Linked DNA regions of Anser cygnoides: region 1 is linked to region 2. A link is a contact called in public Hi-C data. All regions are on one chromosome and are shown on one strand. Each heading gives the region's core, a stretch centred on a gene start, on an enhancer-like site or on the middle of the called end of the contact. The rest is flanking DNA. Distances are from core to core; before and after follow the strand shown. Region 1 has its middle 15 kb from the start of RRBP1. Region 2 overlaps PEX6 (peroxisomal biogenesis factor 6).

The links. A called contact is a pair of places that touch in the nucleus more often than the background predicts.
Region 1: a contact with region 2 is called in a Hi-C map of liver, with 1.8 times the contacts expected there. The contact joins two enhancer-like sites. A contact is called at or near these places in 2 of 7 Hi-C or Micro-C datasets (both in liver).

Annotation. Positions count from the first base shown.
Region 1 is chr3:15,053,264-15,057,812 of Taihu_goose_T2T_genome, forward strand. No RefSeq gene overlaps it. Among named protein-coding and RNA genes, the nearest start is that of RRBP1, 15 kb to the left of the region's middle. Within about 2 kb of position 2,523, at least 2 of the 3 cell types and tissues checked have open chromatin away from gene starts, as enhancers often do. A contact at or near this core is called in liver, where this site is marked.
Region 2 is chr3:14,427,486-14,432,139 of Taihu_goose_T2T_genome, forward strand. PEX6 (peroxisomal biogenesis factor 6) reads left to right here. Exons shown (of 18, transcript XM_066993520.1): 12 at 1,334-1,539; 13 at 1,620-1,681; 14 at 1,997-2,105; 15 at 3,258-3,374; 16 at 3,993-4,070. Among named protein-coding and RNA genes, the nearest start is that of GNMT, 7.1 kb to the right of the region's middle. Within about 2 kb of position 1,811, at least 2 of the 3 cell types and tissues checked have open chromatin away from gene starts, as enhancers often do. A contact at or near this core is called in liver, where this site is marked.

The DNA of each region.
Region 1 (4,549 bases), core at 1,273-3,772, 630 kb after region 2:
TGAAGGATCCATGTCCCAGCCCCCTAGAGCTTGGTCCAAGGACTAGAGACATGCTGGTCAAGGCACAGAGCCAGCCTAATACTCTAGCCAAAGCAAAGCAACCGACTTCTGAAGTTTAACAAAGGCAAGTTAAGTCCTGACTACCACAGTGCAGCAGAACCAGGCAGAGAAATGCAAGAAGACTAGCCCCGACTAAAGAGAACTACCCTCTGATGGTCCAGAAGAAACAGGGAGAGATCTCATCTCTCCATCAGAGGACAGATGAGCCCGTTCCCACGCTAGATTCAGCATCACCTACCAGAACCAGATCTGCATCGACCCAAATGAGGTTACCCATGAGGTTACCATCTCAGCAGTGGATCAGATCAGGTGCACAACTTAACTTCTCTGGAGGTCAAGAACCAGAGGCTCCATCCCTTTCCCCCCTTTCTCCAGGTCACCTTACACCAGAGAACAAAGACCTGGTCTCCTCTCTTTTCTTACAGTTATTTCCCCTTCATCATAGTATTTTGAAGTGTCATGGGGTTTTTCCTACATACAAATTAATGGTATTTCCCCAGGAGCCTCTGTGACTCATAGTCTCTCCTGGGGCTTTCAAAGACAGCCTGGAAGGCCTCCTTGTTGCTGTGTGTGTTAGCCAGCACAACCTCTGGGGTCTGACACAGGCGAACTATGATGTTCAGGAGTATCTTGGACAGAATCATCATGGACAAGATGACATGAAGAGCCCTGCTAGCCTGAAATGTGTGACCAGGGTGGTAAACCCCTGTGTGACCAGGGTGGTAAATATCTATCCCAGGTAGCTGGTCTCGCCAAAGCACTAAGCAGTGTTAGGATGGGTCCATGAGCCTGTAGGCTATCTCACAAACATCAGCAATGCTCTTCGACATTCCTTGGATGCAGCTTGTCATTGGGGCATAATAACAAGGGCCTGTCTACCAGGCACCGCAGGCTCCGTGAGCCTCTGCTGCTTGAGGAGCATCAGGCAACATTTTTGGTGCTCTGTCCCCCTGCTCTGAGTCTGGCAGGGCTTTTGATGGCCAACCAGGCCATCCTGTGCTGGAATATCCAGGGCCTGTGCAGGAAAATGCCACCTTCCCCTCCCCAGTGACCCACCACAGCTCACCCTATCACGGGTTTGATCAGGGAACAGATCCAGCTTAAAATAAATAAATAAATAAAGTGGATACTGGGCAGACAGAGAATTATTTTTGGAGGCAGGACCTCCCCCGGGTCCCAGCGCTGCGGTGGCATTGCTCCCAAGCCGGCTGCAGCTCCAGGAGATGAGGAGGGGCAGCCTGGGTGGAGGGGAGGGGAAAGAATTCCCTAAGGCAGCTGCGCGATGCCGAACACACGGTGAGTTTGTGCACGTCCTACCCCAGCCCCCGGCTCTGCACCCTGACGAAAATAAATAAATAAAAGTGGGAGGTACATTAGGTCTCAGGAAACATCCTCTCTGACCAGCCAAGAAGAGCTGGCAACTAAAGGCCAGTTCTGCCTGCTCCCTGGTGCTCGGCTCTATTTGCCTTCCCAACACGTGGAAAGAGCCTTTTGGCCGGCGTGGCGGTGTTTTAAAAGGCTGAGCTTACAGCAGCCCAGAGCAGGGAAGCCCTTGACCCATCGCTGGCGGCGGCGCACGGCTCCCCTTCACCCCTTGCACCGCATGGCCTGCAGCTGAAGCGGCCTGGGGCAGCTCCGTCCCCGGGGCTGCAGCGCTGCCCTGCACCAAACCAGAGGTTCCTCTGGCACCACGTTACCTCAGAAAAACCTTTCTGAAGAGAAGAGCACTTTTGAGAGCCTTGTCACAGGGCACTGGCAAATTTTGCCAGGGCCTGGCGCTGGGTTCTGCAGGAATGAAGACCTCCTGGAGGAACCCCACCTGCGAGGATTTCTGTTGACATGCCCTGCTTACAGGTCCCTGCTGTAATTCAAAGTGGCTGCCAGCGTACCTGCAGGCGAAATCACCCCCATGATGGGAATGCCGGAAGGTCACAGATGCAAACAAATATTTGACGAAGCGATAGAAGGCAGCCTTGAACACTGGAGGACCCCTTCCTTTGTGTCTGCGTGTGAACGCCCGCCAGCATGCCACCCACGCCGTGTTTGAGCTGCTTCGCTGTGTGCACACCACTTGCCTTGTTAATGTTTAGACTTTCACTGAAAGGCCCGTCTAGGCTCGGCGAGCAGGAATCAGCACTGTTAATTAGCTGGAGACAAAGCTTTTATCTCCAACACTACTGTCATTTCTCTTTTCTGTAGGCAGAAGACCTGTAGGTTCCTCCTGGGCTTCTACATGACCTTTCCTTTCCCAGTCCACATTCTCCTGGAGTTGTTTGATTCAAGTCTTACCCACCTGGGGATGGCTCCCAGAAACCCGCCTGGCCATTCTCCTTCCAACCCTCCTTCCATGCCTGACCAGGCTCAGCCCAACTCCTTAAAACATCTGAAGGGCATTGAGGGGCAAGTGTATCTTCTGACCAGTGCTCTCAGAGCAGAGCAAGGCAACCAGCTGAGTGAGAGAAGCAGGCCTCAGCTCTGGGTGAAAGCCCTGGTCCTCACAGTAGAAGGACATGAGGTTGTTCATAGGATGATAGTCCTGCTGTGCTGACGCACATAACATTGCCCTCAGGATGCCTGGAGCTGTGCTAAAGGGATTAAGAGGCACCAGAGCAGTCTCACGGTTGTACTCACCTGCTGTTGTCGATAAACCATGGATATTGTCTCTGTAAAATCATGGGAGGTTGTACAAGATGCCAGGGAACGTGTTTTTGACATGCCCGCTAGCTTTTAGTTACATTTACATGTTGATCATCTCAATCAGCCTGTCCTCTGTCTTTCTCCATCTTCTCTTTGTCTCTTCCCTCTCTGTTTCCTTACAAGTCCCATGGGATTTCCTCCAGCTGTGTCCCAGCACCATGAAAAACCAGCAGCCTCAGATCCTGATGTAGGAACATCAGCCCTATGGGTTTAGCAGACCTTTGGGTTTAAACCTTTTGCTCCCTCAGGACCCAGGAAACTGGGGGATTTTCTTCCCCTCTAAATTTTGTTGCAGGAGGTCTGCAAATTGCATGGCACGGTGCTCTCACTTAAGGAAATGTTCTTTATGGCATGAAGAGGAAGAAACCAGGGGCTTGGTGCGATGTGTTTTGTGTCTTGTCTCTGGACTCAGCAAATCTGGATGGACCCCCTGCCTATGCCTCAAGCAACTGCTCTCCTGGGACTTTTTCTCCTTGCTGTTTCTGTAGAAAGCTGGACAAGGAAAGAAAGAATTTTAAGGGTTGTTTGTTTTTTTTTTTTTCCCTCTTTTCTATTTTTACATACTAAAAAAAAAAAAAAAAAAAAAAAAAAAAGCCTGGCCATCCCACAGGCCCTCCAGCCAAATTTATTGCCCCATCAAAGGGTGGCAGGAGAGCATGAGACCCACCAGCCCTTCCAGCTCCCTGCCCAGCATCTCAGCTCAGCTCATCCAAACTGTGATTCAAGGCAACGGGAAACGTCTGAACACAGACTGCACTGATTCAGGCCTCTGCTGTGGTTATCCCGAGGAAAATCTGGTTTAGAGGGAATTAAGAGGATGTTGCAGCATTTTTACAGGATTAGTTCAGCTGAAATCTGTGCCACAGACAGAGGCAGCACAGACAGCCAAGAAACCCAGAAAGAGGACTCTATAAGACAGATCTTTCCACATATCTGTCTCTTATCCAAAAGTCAGCTCTTTCCCCCAAATGGCTCGGCAAATGCGAACCATTTCACGGTTCCTGATTAAAACTCCCCTCTTCTCTCAAGAGCTCACGTTTCATTGCCCAGACACCATGCACCATCCGACCCCAGAGCACCTCAGTCATAACAAGATGGCATTAATCCTGGCAGACCGTGATCCCTGTCACTGCAGGAACCGGATATTTCTTCTCACCAAATCCCCCCAAACCCTCTTCGGCAGAGCAGCGACGTTCCCCAGTGACCATTTTCTCCCCAGCCCTGCTGTATCTCCCCAGCTGGGGAACCATGACAGCTTTTGTTTGAATTCTCTAGCTACGTGGCTTTTCCTTTCTCAACGTCTGGCTGCCCAAGCGCAGCTGCGTGGTTTGGCAGGGCGGGCTTGACTTTCAGACTCCGAGGTGGTTTCAGGCCTAAAACACCTAAAACCCTGGTGATAAAAATACACCCTGGTACTTTCAAGAACTAAAAGGGTGGCTAGTAGCGGTGTTAATTCACCTGTCAGCCCGACTTCAGCGTCCCTATTTGGCTGCTAGCAAGCTATTTCCCGCAACAAAGAGGCGTACTATCTTTTTTCACTTTAAATCTTAGCTCATAATGCCTGATGCAGGGGGCATTTAAAACATAGCATCCTGCTCTTCTGCCACAGTTTCAGGTGCACTGGTATCTCCCAGCCCTGCAGCTGTGTGGGTTTCTGGACAGAAACACGTACATAATAGTGATTTTTCTCAAAAGTGCTAAGGGCTGGCCCAGCACCGATAATTCCCGGCCTGCAAATGCACGAGGTCCTGTCCTGTCAGCCTCGCGTGCCCTGGGGCTGGGATCTGCCTGG
Region 2 (4,654 bases), core at 561-3,060:
GCTTTGAGGTGTGTTTACCAAGTTCACTCTAAGACAAATACTAACCACAGAGCATGCTCGGCAGCGAGCTGTGTGAATGGAAGCTAATTCTGCTTGTATTTTGCAATCCTTTATCGATTTCTTAGTTACTGGCTAGGGTTCAAAAAGCCCATTAGCAGGCACGGATATTTTCAACGTACGTAACTCTCAATTCCGTGATTACTGTTTCTGGTTAGTCACACGTTTTTCCTTGCAGTTAATGGGATACCAGCTTGAGCCTCTGATTAAAAAACGATTTCAAACTTCAGTTGCTAGCAGCATCTCCGGCGTGTCCTGCAGTTACAATGTTCTCCTTTGAAAACAACCTTGCAGCGTTCCAGCTCTTGTGCTGATGTCTGCAGAGCTTTTTCTAGGGAGAGGCAGCATAAGCAGGAGTGTGGGGGAGAAGGCAGCTCTTCTGTTCATCAGCAGTGAAGGAAGAGTGCCTGCGATCTCTTGCTTTAGAAGGTTTTTTTTTCTAGAAATCCTTATCTTGTCAGACCTGATTTTCCGGCGGAGTTGCTGGACAGCTGGAGTAAAAGCGTGATAACATCATCTCGAGTAGCAAAGGAAGGAGAGCTGAAAGAGGGGAGGGAGCCAAAGGAGGGGGAAAGAATTTAGCTTTGGCCTATTTTTAAACTCCCCGTTTGTGCTGGCACCTGTTCACCACCCAGCCAGCAGCTGGGGGAAGTGTGCTGGGGCTTTGTTTTCTCTGTGTGTTCCCACGAGAGCTGCTCTGGCTCGGGGGGATCTGTCACCCAGGCTCTGGCGTGCCTGCGATTTCAAAGGCTTTGCACAGAGCACCCTCCTCCTCCTCCAAGGTTCTTTTACCATAAAATAATACAAGTGGCATGGCTCCCCCCTCTCAAGTTTGCTGTCTTTCCTCGCTTAGCAATCCTCCCTTGCATGCTTGCAGCTGGCCCCATCCCTACCTACTTGTAAACCCATGGATTTTGTTCCTGCATTTTCCTTTTCAAAAGCAGCTAGTTTTTTTGTGGTGTCCTCCAGGATGTCTGTCTTTCACATCCTCCCTCACGCGACAGAGGTCTCAGTAGCCCAGGTTTTGTCACTCTGTTGTGAAGCCCTTGCTCAGTCTCAGCACCGTGGGGAACAAAGTGCCCTAAACACAAGTTGCTAGGTCCATTTTTCCTTTTTTCAGCCTTCCCCCATGTGCCCCTAGGGGATCTCACGTGGCTGGGCAGTGTGGTGAGGGGCTGACACGCTGCCCCGCAGCACGAGAGGCTGACGACTGGAGCAAGGGCTGAACGGGCAGGCTCAGGAAGAAGTGCTGACAGGGACTCTCCCTCTCGTGCAGATCCCCTCCGTGTCCTGGCAGGATGTTGGTGGGCTCCATGAGGTGAAGAAGGAGATCCTGGACACAATCCAGTTGCCCCTGGAGCACCCAGAACTGCTGTCGCTGGGTCTGTGCCGCTCTGGTCTACTGCTGTACGGGCCTCCTGGGACAGGGAAGACCTTGCTGGCAAAAGCTGTGGCAACCACGTGCACCATGACCTTCCTTAGGTGAAGAGCCGTGCGGGAGGACTGACTTTCTCCTAGCGGTGGCTGGCCATGCTCTAACCAGCTCCCTTCTCCCCCTGCAGCGTGAAGGGGCCAGAGCTCATCAACATGTACGTGGGGCAGAGCGAGGAGAACGTGCGCAACGGTGAGCGGAAGCGTCCTGAGCCTGCGTGTGGCAAGAGGGGCTGCTCTGTGGTGCCGGAGGGAAGGTGGGAGGGCTTAAACCGCTTTTCCAAACTCCCATCCACAGCAGGCAGCAAGGGCATATATCCAGCAGTCTCTTACAGCCAGTCTGGCTCTCTCTGAGCCCTTCTGGCTGGAGTAGAGAGCGGTGGTGAGGCAGCAGGCAGCTCACTTCCATCCACAGCTCTTCAGCTCTTCTCTGCTGGTGACTCCACTCGGGGTCCGTCGGTTGCTCCTCCTGCTTTCTCATCTCGTGTGCTCTTGTGTCTCCTCCCAGTGTTTGCCAGAGCCCGGGCAGCTGCTCCCTGCATCATCTTCTTTGACGAACTGGATTCCCTGGCCCCAAATCGTGGGCGGAGCGGAGACTCGGGGGGTGTCATGGACAGGTGAGTGAGCGTAGCGTGTCCTTGGCAGAGCGGGCATGCCTGCCTCAGCTAGGGGTGCACGGGATGGCGCGGCAAGGCAGAGTCCATCCCAGCTCTTTATCTCCCTTTTCCCTTCCTGCTCCCTTCAAACCCTCTGCATGGCCTGTCTCCCCTCTCAGGCTCGTAGTACTGCTGTTTGCATTGCAGCAGATTCCTGATTGCCCAAGCTTGTTGTGCAAACATTTGGTTAAAACTGAGCCTCCTCCAACTGCTTCTGTGGCTGCCAACTGTTCCCTTTGGCCTCTTCCAAGGCCATCCTTCACACCCCTGCCTTGCGGTGGGAAACCTTTCAGCTGCCTCTGATAGAAGCAAAGCACGTACAGCTTGGCGATACGCAGAAACAGGGTGACTTCCCCCAGGGCTCTTATCCTGAGCTGATAGTCCCTCTCCAGTCTTCTCTCCATCCGTGAGGGGTTGTGCAGAGTTTTGCAGTGCCACCATGTGCCCACAGCGCCCATCTTCACATACACAGGCCAACAGCTCTGGAAGGGGCTGGGTATGGTTTGTGTTGGTTGGCTCAGGCAACGCCAGAAACCGGTTGAGGTTTCCTCACGCCGGGCGGCCTGTGCAGCGCTGAAGTTCTCTGCTGCCAGACGTCCTCGAGCCCCGTGGTTTGCAGAACTAGATCTGCACCGTGTGCTGTTCGCTGCCCTGAGGACTGGCCGGCAGCATCGCAGGCCCACCGGGGCGTCCCCAGCACTGACTGACGGGGCAGTCTTGCGGCTGAACTTGCTGGGCAGCACCGCATAGCAGGGAGAGTTGGGATTGACCAGCACGTCTGTGTGGGGAATCTGATCCCTAGCCATGCGTGCCTGCCTATGTTTGGTCCGTGTTGCCAGCGTCTGATAGCAAGTTGTAAGCACGTGCAGACAGCCTGGAAGGGGTCAGAGCCAAGCACAAGTATGAAGGGCTGTTTTGGTACCAGGGGTTTGTGCTGACTTTGCAATGAGCCCATGCAATCGCTGGCTGTGCCCAGAGAGGTCTGGGCGGCTGTGTCCGGGCTGTTCCAGGGAAGGGAAGTAGGAGCCGAAGCCCAGGACGTGGACCCTTAGTGGCCTCGCCTGTTCCTCCTTTCAGGGCCCAGTTGTGAATGTCCCGTCTTGCTCCCTGCAGAGTTGTCTCGCAGCTCCTGGCTGAGCTCGACGGCCTTCATTCCAGCCGAGAGATGTTTGTCATTGGAGCCACGAACAGGCCTGACCTCCTGGACCCAGCGCTGCTCCGGCCGGGCAGGTGCGTCGCCTCCTACCTGCCTCGCTTCAGGGCAGGGCTGTAGAGCACCTCAGCTGGTGATGAGCTGAGCTGGGTCTCTGCCATGTTCCCCCCACAGGGACTCTTCCTAAAGCCTGCCCTGGCTTCTGGGGAAGACAGGCAGCTGACACGAGGCCAGAGCCTATAGCTGGAGCAGCGGCACAAGATACCGTGCTCGTTACGTTCCCCCCTACTCTGGTTATTGCCCCAGCAGCAGAGCAAGGCAGTAGGAGTCCTGCCGTGGCACCAAACTGGCGGTAGGACTTGGTCTCCCAGGGTCTTTTCTGGAGAGCTGCCTCCCAGCCTGTCCTCGTGCCTGCAGTTTGCCCATCCTGGGGCAGGGCTTTGTATCTGCCCTTGCTGGACCCCGTGTGGTTCCTGTCAGACCATTTCTCCAGCCTGCCAAGGTCCCTCTGAAGAGCAGCCTTGACCTCCAGCATCTGTGCCACCCTCAGAGTCTTCTGTTGTCCGTGGACTTGACAGCAGAAGGAGCTGCCCCAGGGCCACCTCTCAGTTTTCGGTGCACGGGGCTGAGCACCAGTGCCAGGTGTTTCTGGGCCTCTTCTTGACCGTCCCTTTTCTCTTTTTCTCTGCTGACAGGTTTGACAAGCTGGTGTATGTGGGCATAAATGAAGACCGGGAGTCCCAGCTGCAGGTGCTGAGCGCAGTCACCAGGAAGTGAGTGACCCTGTCCCCTTGCAGCACCCTTCCACCGCCTTGCAGCGGGTGGCAGCCTTCCTAGGAGCAAGCCACCCCTTGCCTGAGGATCCTGGCCGTGTGGTGAGGCTGCAGTGCACCAACACGGCAGGAAGCTCCCACTTGCTTTCTGCAAGACTTCCATAAGCACATCTGCTGCTCTTTCCAGAACCGAGGGTGAAGGCAGCTCTGTTCGTCGTACTGCCTCTTGTCTTGGGATGTTGAGGGGTGCTGTTCAGCCTGTGCTCTGTGCGTCTTCCCAGAGAAAACACTGGTTGTGTGGGGTCACCGAGCAGCAGGGTTTGGCTGCTTCTCCGGCTTCTCTGGGCTCCCGAGAGCATCTCTGGAAGCAGAAGAGCAGGCTGTGCAGTTTGGGTGTGGACTTAACACCTCAACAGCTGGGCGAGCAGCAGAGCATCTGCTCTGCATCTGCCTTTGCAGGGACTTTGTGTAATGGGTAGCTGTCATCGCTGCTCCTTTCGAGGATGAGCTGGTAGGAGACGTGAGAGCGCGGGCGGGCTGTGAGCATCGTTTCACGCCGTGCGGCTTGGCAGTCGTGCCCTCCA